Linked DNA regions of Gossypium hirsutum: all the other regions are linked to region 1. The links are chromatin contacts, called in public Hi-C maps. All regions are on one chromosome and are shown on one strand. The core of a region is the stretch at or near the end of the contact, and the rest is flanking DNA. Distances in the headings are between cores, read along the strand shown.

Region 1 (3,388 bases), core at 541-3,040:
AAGGGAGCCTGATCAAGCATGCAACAAAATGCATTGTACAGCACACTTGACATATTTTCCCTACAATCAATCTTGTTAAGGAAAATTACTTTAAGCTCAAAATAAAAGCAAAGTATAAAAGTAAAGAAATTCAGCAAAACATACCCACTCATAAGAACCTTCTTGGGTGCCATCCAGAATCTTAACACCGTTTGCCTCAGATTTGAGGGTACTTCTATCTTTCAGAAGTTCTCTAACCTATATAAGTATTTAAAAAGTCATTCGCATGAGGAAATGGACAAATAACGTGAACATAGACCAAATGCTTCCAAATATAGAATTACCGCTTGCAAAATTCTGTCAGCTGCATCTCCTTCTAGTGCCCTCAGACCTGCAGTTGCCTACGCAACATTTAAAGTACCAGTCTTCAGCAATTCAAAGGACTTAGAATTCAAAAATACGCATGACTGAAGGATCTAAGTATACCAACCCCAACTCTAACAGGAGTTTTTGATCGCAAATCTAGTGGCACAACACTTTCTGCCTTGTCTAGAAGAGAAAGTAAAGACTTCGCTGCAGCCTGTGGATCTTTTGCATAGGAGCTCAAACCCGGTTTAAGCTGCAACAAAACAAACCACATAAAATCAATTAATGCATGGAATACAATCGCAGAGATTCAAGAAAAAGCTTCGTCTAGAACATACAAATAAATGGAAATTTTAAAAATACCAACTAACTGATGCTAGAAAATTCTCCTTTAGTCCCAATAGTAAAATCCTCTTTTAAAGCATGCAAATTCAGATTTTACATTAAAATATGCCCGTAAAGTACATTTTCTTCTTAAAAAAGCTAAAAAGAACACATGCAACAAAAAGTATTACTTTAAAGGTGCATTTTCACTAAAACTCCAGATTTAACAATATATTTATATCCTGGAAGTCAATCCCTAGGAATCTAATTCATTTCTAAATGACAACAAAAATTGTGGTAAAAAATAACAGTATATATTAAATAAAATCCACTAACATAATTAAAGCACTTGAATTATCATTTCAAAGCTTTATTTTACTCTCAAAATTCCAAATTTTAATCTTTCGCTTCTAAATTTAAACATATAATTAGAACATAGAAAATCAAATCCTACTTAAAAGATTCGAACAAATTCAACATTAAATATATAAATAATGTCACCAAAACGATTAAAGAGAAAAACAAATGATAATAAAATTCCCCCTTACGTTAATCCACATTCTAAATGAATAAGTAATTTGCGTTTCTTAAAAACTAAAAGGAATAATTAAAAACGTAAAATCTGGCCAGAATATATATTTTGAAAAAGATTGGCAGTTCAAAAGGCTCTAATTCCTAGCAAATCTATCAACAAAATACTACAATTACATTAGCACTCAAATTATCGTTTTGTAAACCTGCATTACAGGCCAATATATTTTTCAGCTTTAAAAAATATTGTAGAATTATAGGAAAATAATTTACCTGTTCAAAAAGCTCTAATTCAGAGCCAATTGGAACAAGATCCAAATTCTGATCAAAACAATAAACATGAACTCGACTCCCGGAACTCCCCGCATCAAAAATCACCGCATAATTCCTATTCCCTCTCGAATTCGCCCCCACTTTCCTGCTATTGATCTCGATCTCCTCCATCACGGCCGTATCCGTAGAAGATTTCCCCGGCATGACATACAAAACAAAGGTTACGAGCAAGATAGGGATGGCGATCACCAGCAAAACGCCTCGATATCTATGGATCTGGTCGGAGATGGAGTCGTGTCTCGCCAATGAACGCTTCATCTTTTCAGGGTGATCCGTGGTCCCGTTTCCGGTGGGGGATATTGCGCCTCCGTTTGCAAAGGACTCGAATAACTCGGCCGAGGATGGTGTTCTGTACCGGATCTTTCCGTTCCCGGAAGAAGTCGGTAATGACTCCAGATCTTCCAGTTTTCTGGATTGGGGGTATTTTCAAATTTATAATGAAATGAAAAAAAAAAAAGAATTAGCCGATCAAATAAGTTATTGATATTGAAAGGATTGGAAGAGGAAAAGAAATGTGGATCACATGGGAAAAAAAAAGAAAAAAAAGAAAAAAAAAAGGGGGGGCGGGAATGGGAATGAGAAAGAAAAGAAAAGAAAGGAGCTAATGTAGTGATAGTGACTTTGGGAGGAAGGGAGGGGAAGGAAAGGGACGGCGAGAGATTAGGGAGGGAGGGAGGGAGGGAGAAATTAAACGTAAAGAGGAGGATTCATTATTTGCTAAGCTAGATCCAGGCCCAGCCGTATATCAATCACCGCATGTGTTAAAAATAAATACATCTATTTTTGTTCTATATGAAATAAAAAGAATTTAGAAGTTGAATTTAGACAATATTGGAAATTTTCAAAATAAAAAAAAAAAGAGAGACATATTTCAGTGTTTTAACACTATTGCTTGTTTTATATTTCAAATTTATGTTTTTAATAGAATGTATTATTTTTATATTTACGATATTTATACCATAGAAACTGAATTTCCATAAAATGAAATTTTAAAATGGTAATGAAAACTGAAATGTCTCTTTTTTTGGTTAAATATTTTTGTCGGTAAAGAATTTATTTTTTCTGTAATTAGTAGTATAATATTATCAGGTGACGCCAAAGGAAATGCTTGTTTTGGTTTACACAAACACTTGTATTTATTTTTGATATTTCATTTTTATACTGAATTAATTAATTAATCAATCAAAATTAATAATACAATATAATATATATCTCCACTTTAAATACAGATCCAATATATTATATATTATAAAAACTCAATACATAAAAAATTAATTAATTAATTTATAAATATTCTTGAGCTTAAATTTTTTATCATAATAAGTTCAGATTTTATGATTGTTTCTTTTAGTAATATTATCTTTAATATTCGAACTTACATTCTTTTCTTAAGAATACAATATATCTTACCAATATATCGAACCACTTATTGAATATTTAATATATTTTTTAATAATTTTAAGCCATATATGCGTTAACGAGTTTAAGCTCTTACAGTAATTTTTTCTTCTTACTTGTATGTAAGAAACCTATACAAATTTAACCAGATTTATTTGATTGCATAATAAATTTTAAAAATAATTTTTGAAATTAATCATTTAAACATCTTTAATCATAATTAAATATTAATCGTGCGTAAAAAATCAAATATCAGGAAATAAGAAGCCACAAAACATTAACTCTGAAATTCGTATATAAGATAACCAAACTTCTTGATGCCTGCAATATTTTATGAATAGAATCAAACAATTTACATGAGAAACGCTAGGCAGTGGCTGGAAAACACAATTATACTTTAATTCTCAAAAAATGATAAAAATTTATTTTAATCTTTTAAAAATTATAAAGATATAGA
Region 2 (3,388 bases), core at 583-3,082, 220 kb before region 1:
GAAATCAACACGGCCTGGACTTCCTCACACGGGTAAGCCACACGGCGATGTCCATTTGGCAAGATCGAAGCACGACTTACACGGGTAGACTACACGTCCGTGCCTATTTAATAGCCTTGACCACGGGCTGGAGCAATCGCACACGGGCGTGTCCTTGTCAAGCCCAAGTATAGTCCTATTCGGAAAAGGCCACTTTTGAGAGCTCTTAGGTATTCAAAAGCCTATTTAAACACCTGAGGAGGCACTTAGAAGAGACACACGGAGTAGGAGGCAAGGAATTACTCAAGGGAAGCCGATTTGATCCATCTCAAAAGCCGGATTCATCATCAAGACTGAAGATCTCCCTTCAATTTCTATTCAGGGGTTTTTGAGTTTTCTTTATGTTTTGTTATCTTTATTCTTTGAGATGTTTTCATTTATAATTATGAACTAAACCCCCTAAATACCTAAGGAGAATGAAACCTAAGATAGATTTTGTTATTATTATCTGAATTGTACGATAAATATTTGACTTGTTCTTAATTATATGTTCTTAATTCTTGCTTTAATATTCCAGGATATTGATTCAAGTTAATGCTCTTATTCAGAGGAGGAAAAGACCCTGTCTAAGAGTAAATTTGTCGTAATTAAGCGGAGTTGATTGCACGCCTAGAGATAGGGTGACAAGATTTTGCCGGATTAGGGTGAAACCTAATAAGGGAGTCCATAGATCGAGTTAATGCAACACTAGGTGTTAATTAGAAAGAGATTTCAATTAATCAACCTAGGGTTAAACGTTATTAGTCTCGAGAGATATAATAATATAACTTAAGGATTTCTACGGATCAAGTCAAATGAATAAATCGTCTGATTCAGAGTCAAATAACAAGTGAAGTCTAAGTAGATTTTTCCTTGGGTATTGTCTTAATCAATCGAGTTTTCTCAAAAGCTTTTCCCTAATTTTCTCTCTGTGCATCCTTAGTTTAGTTAATTAGTTTAGATAAACAAACACCTTAATTTTTAGGCTAGATAATAAAAAGGAAGTAATTACTAGTACTCTTGGTTCCTTTGGGTTTGGCAATCCGGTCTTACTAAAGCTATACTACTGTTCGATAGGTACACTTACTTTCATCGTGATAATAGTTAGTTTCAAGAACGATTAATTATAAATTTTTAAAACCTGTCGCGAATATCACGTACCATGAATACATAATTATTTCATTATTTAAATTTATTTTAAATAATTAATATTTATATATTTATATTTATAATGGTTATATTTTAATATTTAAAATATAATTTATATATTCAAAACAAAATATACAAATAATTAACATTAATTCCTTAAAAATACTTAAAATTTAAGATTAATGTTGTTTCTCAAGAGCAATTTTTAACACTAATACTAAACAGTTAAATTTTAACTTATTTTTTAATAAATACTTTTTCACGATACTTTTGAAAAATTATTAAAAAAAATAATTCGAAAATAAAATGCATGCTTCATAAGTTGTTGAGTGCCAATATTGCAAATAAAAAAATATGAAAGTAGTATTTCTCTAAATCATTTTGAAAAAATAAGTAGGGATAAAATAAAATTAAAAAAATTGATTCCATATCTGTTTTAAAAATTAATTATTTTGAAGATAATAAATGTTATATTCTAAAAATATTAATTTTAAAATTCGAAAATGGAACGTGCGCCAGCAATACTTCATACCCAAAATATAAAAATGTATATTACCAAATATTTTATGAGTGTAAGCCCACTTTTAACGTGGCCCATGAAACATGGCTTTGAATGGTTGCTCTTCTTTTTTTTCTTCATGCTGCCTTTGTAACATACATTTAATATTGATGAGTCCCATTCTTCATTCTTGCCCCTCTAATTGGTCTATATAGATCCATGATCTCCTCCATATAAGGTTATTTGTACTTCCACTCTGGCAAGATAGAAGCTAAGTTTTTCCCCTGAGCCTTTCCCTGCCTATCAGCCTCCATTCAAAGATTCTCATCACTCTAGAAAGGGGAAAAAAATTAAAGTACACAAGATTCTCTAAGATTCTTTTGCTAACAAAGTTTTCTTGCCAATATGTTACTTTCTCACCATCCATCTTTCATCTCATCATTGAAGTCAAGACTCAGTCTTCCATATCTCTACACTCAGCCTCACAGGCTGTCCATTCCCTACACACCGGTATTCAAGAATAAGCCTCTTCCATTCTTTGCCATAACCCAACATTTCTTCTCTACATTACCCTCCAAGAATCACCAGCCGCTCCTTAAATCTACACCCCAAAGTTCGGCACTTCCTGTTTTTCCCCTTGATGATGAGGAACATAATGTTGAAACAGTGAACAATCAGCTACCAGAAAGATCCCAACAAGAAGACAAGAGCTTCTGGGGTGCTGTTAGTTTGATTATTGGTACGGCTGTAGGGCCTGGAATGTTGGGTTTACCCGCTGCAACGATAAAATCAGGTCCACTTCCATCAACCATTGCCATTATTCTTTCTTGGGTTTATGTTATTTCCTCCATCATTCTTGTTGCAGAACTAAGTTTTGCAGTAATGGAAGAAGAGGGTGTAGCGGAAGTGAGCTTTACTGGCCTTGCAACAAAGGCATTAGGAAGTCATTTTGGTGCTTTTGTTGCGGTCATTTATGCCTCCCTTAGTTTTTCTTTATTAGTGGCTTGTGTTTCAGGCATTGGTTCAATAGTGTGTCAATGGTTTCCTTGGATGAATTTGTTATTGGCTCATGCTTTGTTTCCACTAGCTGCTGGGACTGTTATTATGTTCTTTCCGTTCAAGGTCATTGATGTTTCAAACAGGCTTTTATGCTTCCTCATGCTTTTCTCCATTACTGCATTGGTGGCCATTGGTTTATCTGTGGCCAGAGCAAATGTATTAAGCTCCTTTGCCCATGCCTCATGGAGTCTATCATCAATTTTGCCTGCAATTCCTGTTACTGTACTCACATTAGGATTCCATGTTATCACTCCTTTTATTTGCAAGATTGCTGGAAATTCAGTATCCGAGGCTCGAAACGCAATACTGATCGGAGGGGCTGTTCCTTTAGTTATGGTTGTGTCATGGAATTTGATTGTTTTAGGACTGGCTGGAAATACCTCCCCCAAAGACCCTATATCCCTTTTACTTTCAGTGAATCCTTCTGCTTTGTCTGCAGTTCAAGGCTTTGCATTTTCTGCTTTGGCAACTAGCCTGATAGGATATGCTGTAAGCTTTCCAAAGCAAGTTCTTGATACTCTGGAACTGATCCTAGGGAAAACAAATTTGCAAAAGCAAATTCCTTATCAATCTCAATTGGTCTCTAATGGTTCAGGCAAAGTTGGTTTTGTGATTTATTCGAGTCAGCATGAATGCGGAAAGTTCGGGAAAGTTTCATTTCGA
Region 3 (3,388 bases), core at 267-2,766, 140 kb before region 1:
TGTTACTGTAACTGCAAGAACTGTTAAGTTTCTTTGATGGGTGATCCTCATCAATGCTTGAGTATTGGCGCTTGAGCTTGTTTTCCATGTTTGGAATCGAAGGGCTCAACTGGGGAAGCTTTTGCATCATCATGCTGCTGCTGTTGTTTCCAATGGTGTAATTATTCACTAGTGGCTGCTCAAAGGTGAATGAAGTGGGATCATATCCGGATCCATTGCACTGGTTGTCTGCCAGGAAACTACTGAGCATTGAGTAATCCATAGCGTCTAACAGGTTGGAGAAGGAACAAGATTTCTGAGGCAGAAGGGCATTGGTGGTTGGAGGGCTTTTAATGGCTGCTGGTAAAAGGGCATCTTTAATGAACTGTTCTGCTTCTTCTTCCTCTAGATCTTGATCACTTGTTGCTGCTCCTATTGCTGTTGTTGAAGATAAAGCATTGGATTTCTTGTAGATTCGGCAAAGAACCCAATCATCTAACTGAAAGGAAAAAAAACAGAGAAAAATGAACTCATGTATGTCAGCCACAGAGAAATTTCAATCATTTCATCATTTGCAGGCATGATTTTTAAGAACATTAATAAGAAAATGATAAATGTGAGAGTATATTTAAATGTAAGGGGTAGACTTCAAATGGAATTACACCACATTACCAGCCATGAAGAAGTTATAAATCCATTATGCAAAATGCAATCATTGTTTTTTTTTTCTTTTTATTTGGAAAAGAAAAGGGAAAAAAAATCAATGTCACCATCACACTTATCAAAGCATAAGTTGAAATTTCAAGATCCTACAAAACTGTCCTAATTTTGTATACTTCGTTTTAGATATTCTTTTTCCAAAAAAAAAAAAAACTCTTGTATATGGTAAAAGGTTTCATTTTCTTGAAATGAAAATTCAATTTTGAAAGCCAAAATAAATGGAGTGCTTAAAAGATGAGGCTCACCCTCATGGAGGAATCTTTGGACTTGAGTGGTCTATTGTTGAAGTTGGAATTAGGGTTATCTGCAAGTCGATATTCATGCATGATCCAATCGGTCTTCATCCCCTTAGGAGGCCTTCCTTTGTAAAAAACCAGAGCTTTCTTCACACCAATATTCTCTTGCACTTCTCCTCTTCTATCTGCCATTGAAGAGGTAACTATAACCTTATCCGTGCCGGTTGCTTTCCAGTAGCCGGAGGCTGCTGCCCTGTTCGGCCTTGCACCGTTAGGGTACTTACGATCTCTAGGACTGAAAAAGTACCATTCTTTCTCACCAAACGCAGCTTTACCTGATAAAAAAAACACATCGTTAAAAAAAAAAAGCTTTGAAACATGGCATGAAGATAAACATGAAAAAGGGTTCTGACCTGGTAAATCCCAGGGATCAAACTTGTAAATATCAACGTCGGCGATGATGGAAACAGGGAAAGGAGAGGAAGTGATTTTCTTCTTTAGATAATGAAGGATGAGTTCCTCGTCCGTGGGGTGGAACCTAAACCCTGGAGGCAAACTTGATTGTGGATGCTTCATGTTCATATATAACTTAAAAGAAAGCTGAAGATGAACTGAAACAAAGGAAGTAGAGATGAAGCGCAGCAAAACGAAAGGGAGATGAATTGAAGCAAAAGCAACTCAAAGAGGAAGAAGGGGATTGAAATTTTTGGGAGGGGAGGAAGGGTTGGCATTTTATGGATGTAGGATTTTTGTCGTTATGCGGAAAAAAGAGAGAATAATTAAAAAAAAAGAAAAAAGAAAATGAAATGAACGGAGGGGATTAGGCCAAGGCAATACTTTGGTTATTTGTTAGTGTTTTTTATTGATTATTTGAGGGAGGGTCCTACTCCCACGCCAAGTGCCAGCTATTGAGAGCTTTGAAACTGAAGATTATTGGTTTTGCTTTCCAATTTTTGTCTGCACCTTAAAGATGGCGGCTCAACGAAATGACATCATTTTCTTTGACATCTATCTTTGCCACGTGTCCACTTTCCAATTTTTTGGCCTCAATGGATATATTCCTTTACCATTAGTGTTATTGAGGTTAGGTTTGAATAAGAAATATCTTTCAGTTGTTTAGATTTAACCGAGTCAATTTAAATTACTAAAGTTTTATATTATATCAAAATTGACTAAAATTGTTAATGTCTTCTTGAAGAAAAAAAAAAGGTTGGAGGTTATTTGTGTTTTGTACTTAGAGATGGTTTCATTGTGATTTCCATCAAGAAATAGTTAAAGTAATTGGGAGGGAATGATTAAGGAAAGCATATAGGGGCTTTATGTAAAGGTTTCCAGCTACTTCTTTCATGTGATTGATATGAGCAAGCATCTTTCTTTGGCAAGGTTGTACCTCTAATCTTTTTGTTGATCCTGCATCTTGATTTATGTCACATATAATTGTTGCACTTAATAGTTTATTATTGCTAAAACATTGTGTGCCAGTTGGATGATCTTAAAGCTTGGGTGTTTTGAGTTATTGGTTATTTTAAGCACGAGGCCTGTTTTCTTGGACTAGTATAACAATATGCCCCTAAGCCTGAGGTAGGTTATACAATATCTTGGTGAAAACTTGCACCAAGCTATTTGAGCTATCAAGTAATTATGGCTATTTAAGCACTTACAAACAACATATATGTTAAAATTAGTTCATTTGACTAGGTTGTATCTTGGGGGAGGGTGGCTATATAAATTATGTAGGAGCAAATCTATGGAATACAATTTGTTTGACTTGATTTATTCCTCATTCTATCGATTAATTAGGAAATTTTTTATGTAAGCCAAATAATTTGACTTGATTGCATCCCTTAAGAATATAGCTCTACCGATTAAGGGGAGCAAATATGCATAACAATTTGTTTGAGTTTGTTATATCTCTCGAGGTATTTTGTTTTATCGATTAAGTAGGAGCAAATATGTGAAAGTTAAATTATTTGACTTGATGACATCCCCTACTAGGTTTAGCTTTATGGACTGAGTGGGGGCAGATTTGTGGAAGTCAAATTGTTTAACTTGATTAAAACCCTTAAGAGATTTAACTTTACTGATTAAGTGCAAGCAAATCTATGAAACTCAAATTGTTTAACTTGATTACATCTCTTAAAGAGTTTAGCTCTATCGATTAAATGGGAGCAAATTTATGAAAGTTAAATTGTTTGACTTGATTTCATTTCTGTTAGCTCAAATTGTAACACTCCAAACCCGACTCTTAAGGAAGATCTAGGAATATCGTGTCACTAACATAAAGTTGATATTTTTAAAACCAATTTTGATGTAAACCAACTTAAACTACAATTTAATTTAATATAGAATGTAAACAGTTTGTCACTCAAGGCTAGATAAAATGGTACACTTTAATAACCATAAAGACTTACTGAAGTTTCATAAACACAAGTTTTAGTACAAAAATCCATTCT

The links. Hi-C and Micro-C count contacts between places; a contact is called where the count stands out from the background.
Region 2: a Hi-C map of leaf shows a contact between it and region 1, with 1.8 times the contacts expected there. The contact joins the promoter of LOC107892366 here to the promoter of LOC107892437 in region 1. A contact is called at or near these places in 4 of 34 Hi-C or Micro-C datasets (leaf and petal).
Region 3: a contact with region 1 is called in a Hi-C map of leaf, with 2.7 times the contacts expected there. The contact joins the promoter of LOC107892421 here to the promoter of LOC107892437 in region 1. A contact is called at or near these places in 10 of 34 Hi-C or Micro-C datasets (anther, callus, leaf and 1 more).

Annotation. Positions count from the first base shown.
Region 1 is chrA11:101,319,011-101,322,398 of Gossypium_hirsutum_v2.1, forward strand. LOC107892437 (apyrase 2-like) reads right to left here and starts at 1,791. Exons shown (of 9, transcript NM_001326798.1): 1 at 1,474-1,791; 2 at 470-598; 3 at 324-380; 4 at 145-237. The coding sequence starts at 1,791.
Region 2 is chrA11:101,101,331-101,104,718 of Gossypium_hirsutum_v2.1, forward strand. It overlaps LOC107892366 (tyrosine-specific transport protein), which reads left to right and starts at 1,833. Exons shown (of 2, transcript XM_016817438.2): 1 at 1,833-3,388. The coding sequence starts at 2,072.
Region 3 is chrA11:101,177,409-101,180,796 of Gossypium_hirsutum_v2.1, forward strand. It overlaps LOC107892421 (NAC transcription factor 29-like), which reads right to left and starts at 1,517. Exons shown (of 3, transcript NM_001326797.1): 1 at 1,349-1,517; 2 at 945-1,270; 3 at 1-478. The coding sequence starts at 1,517.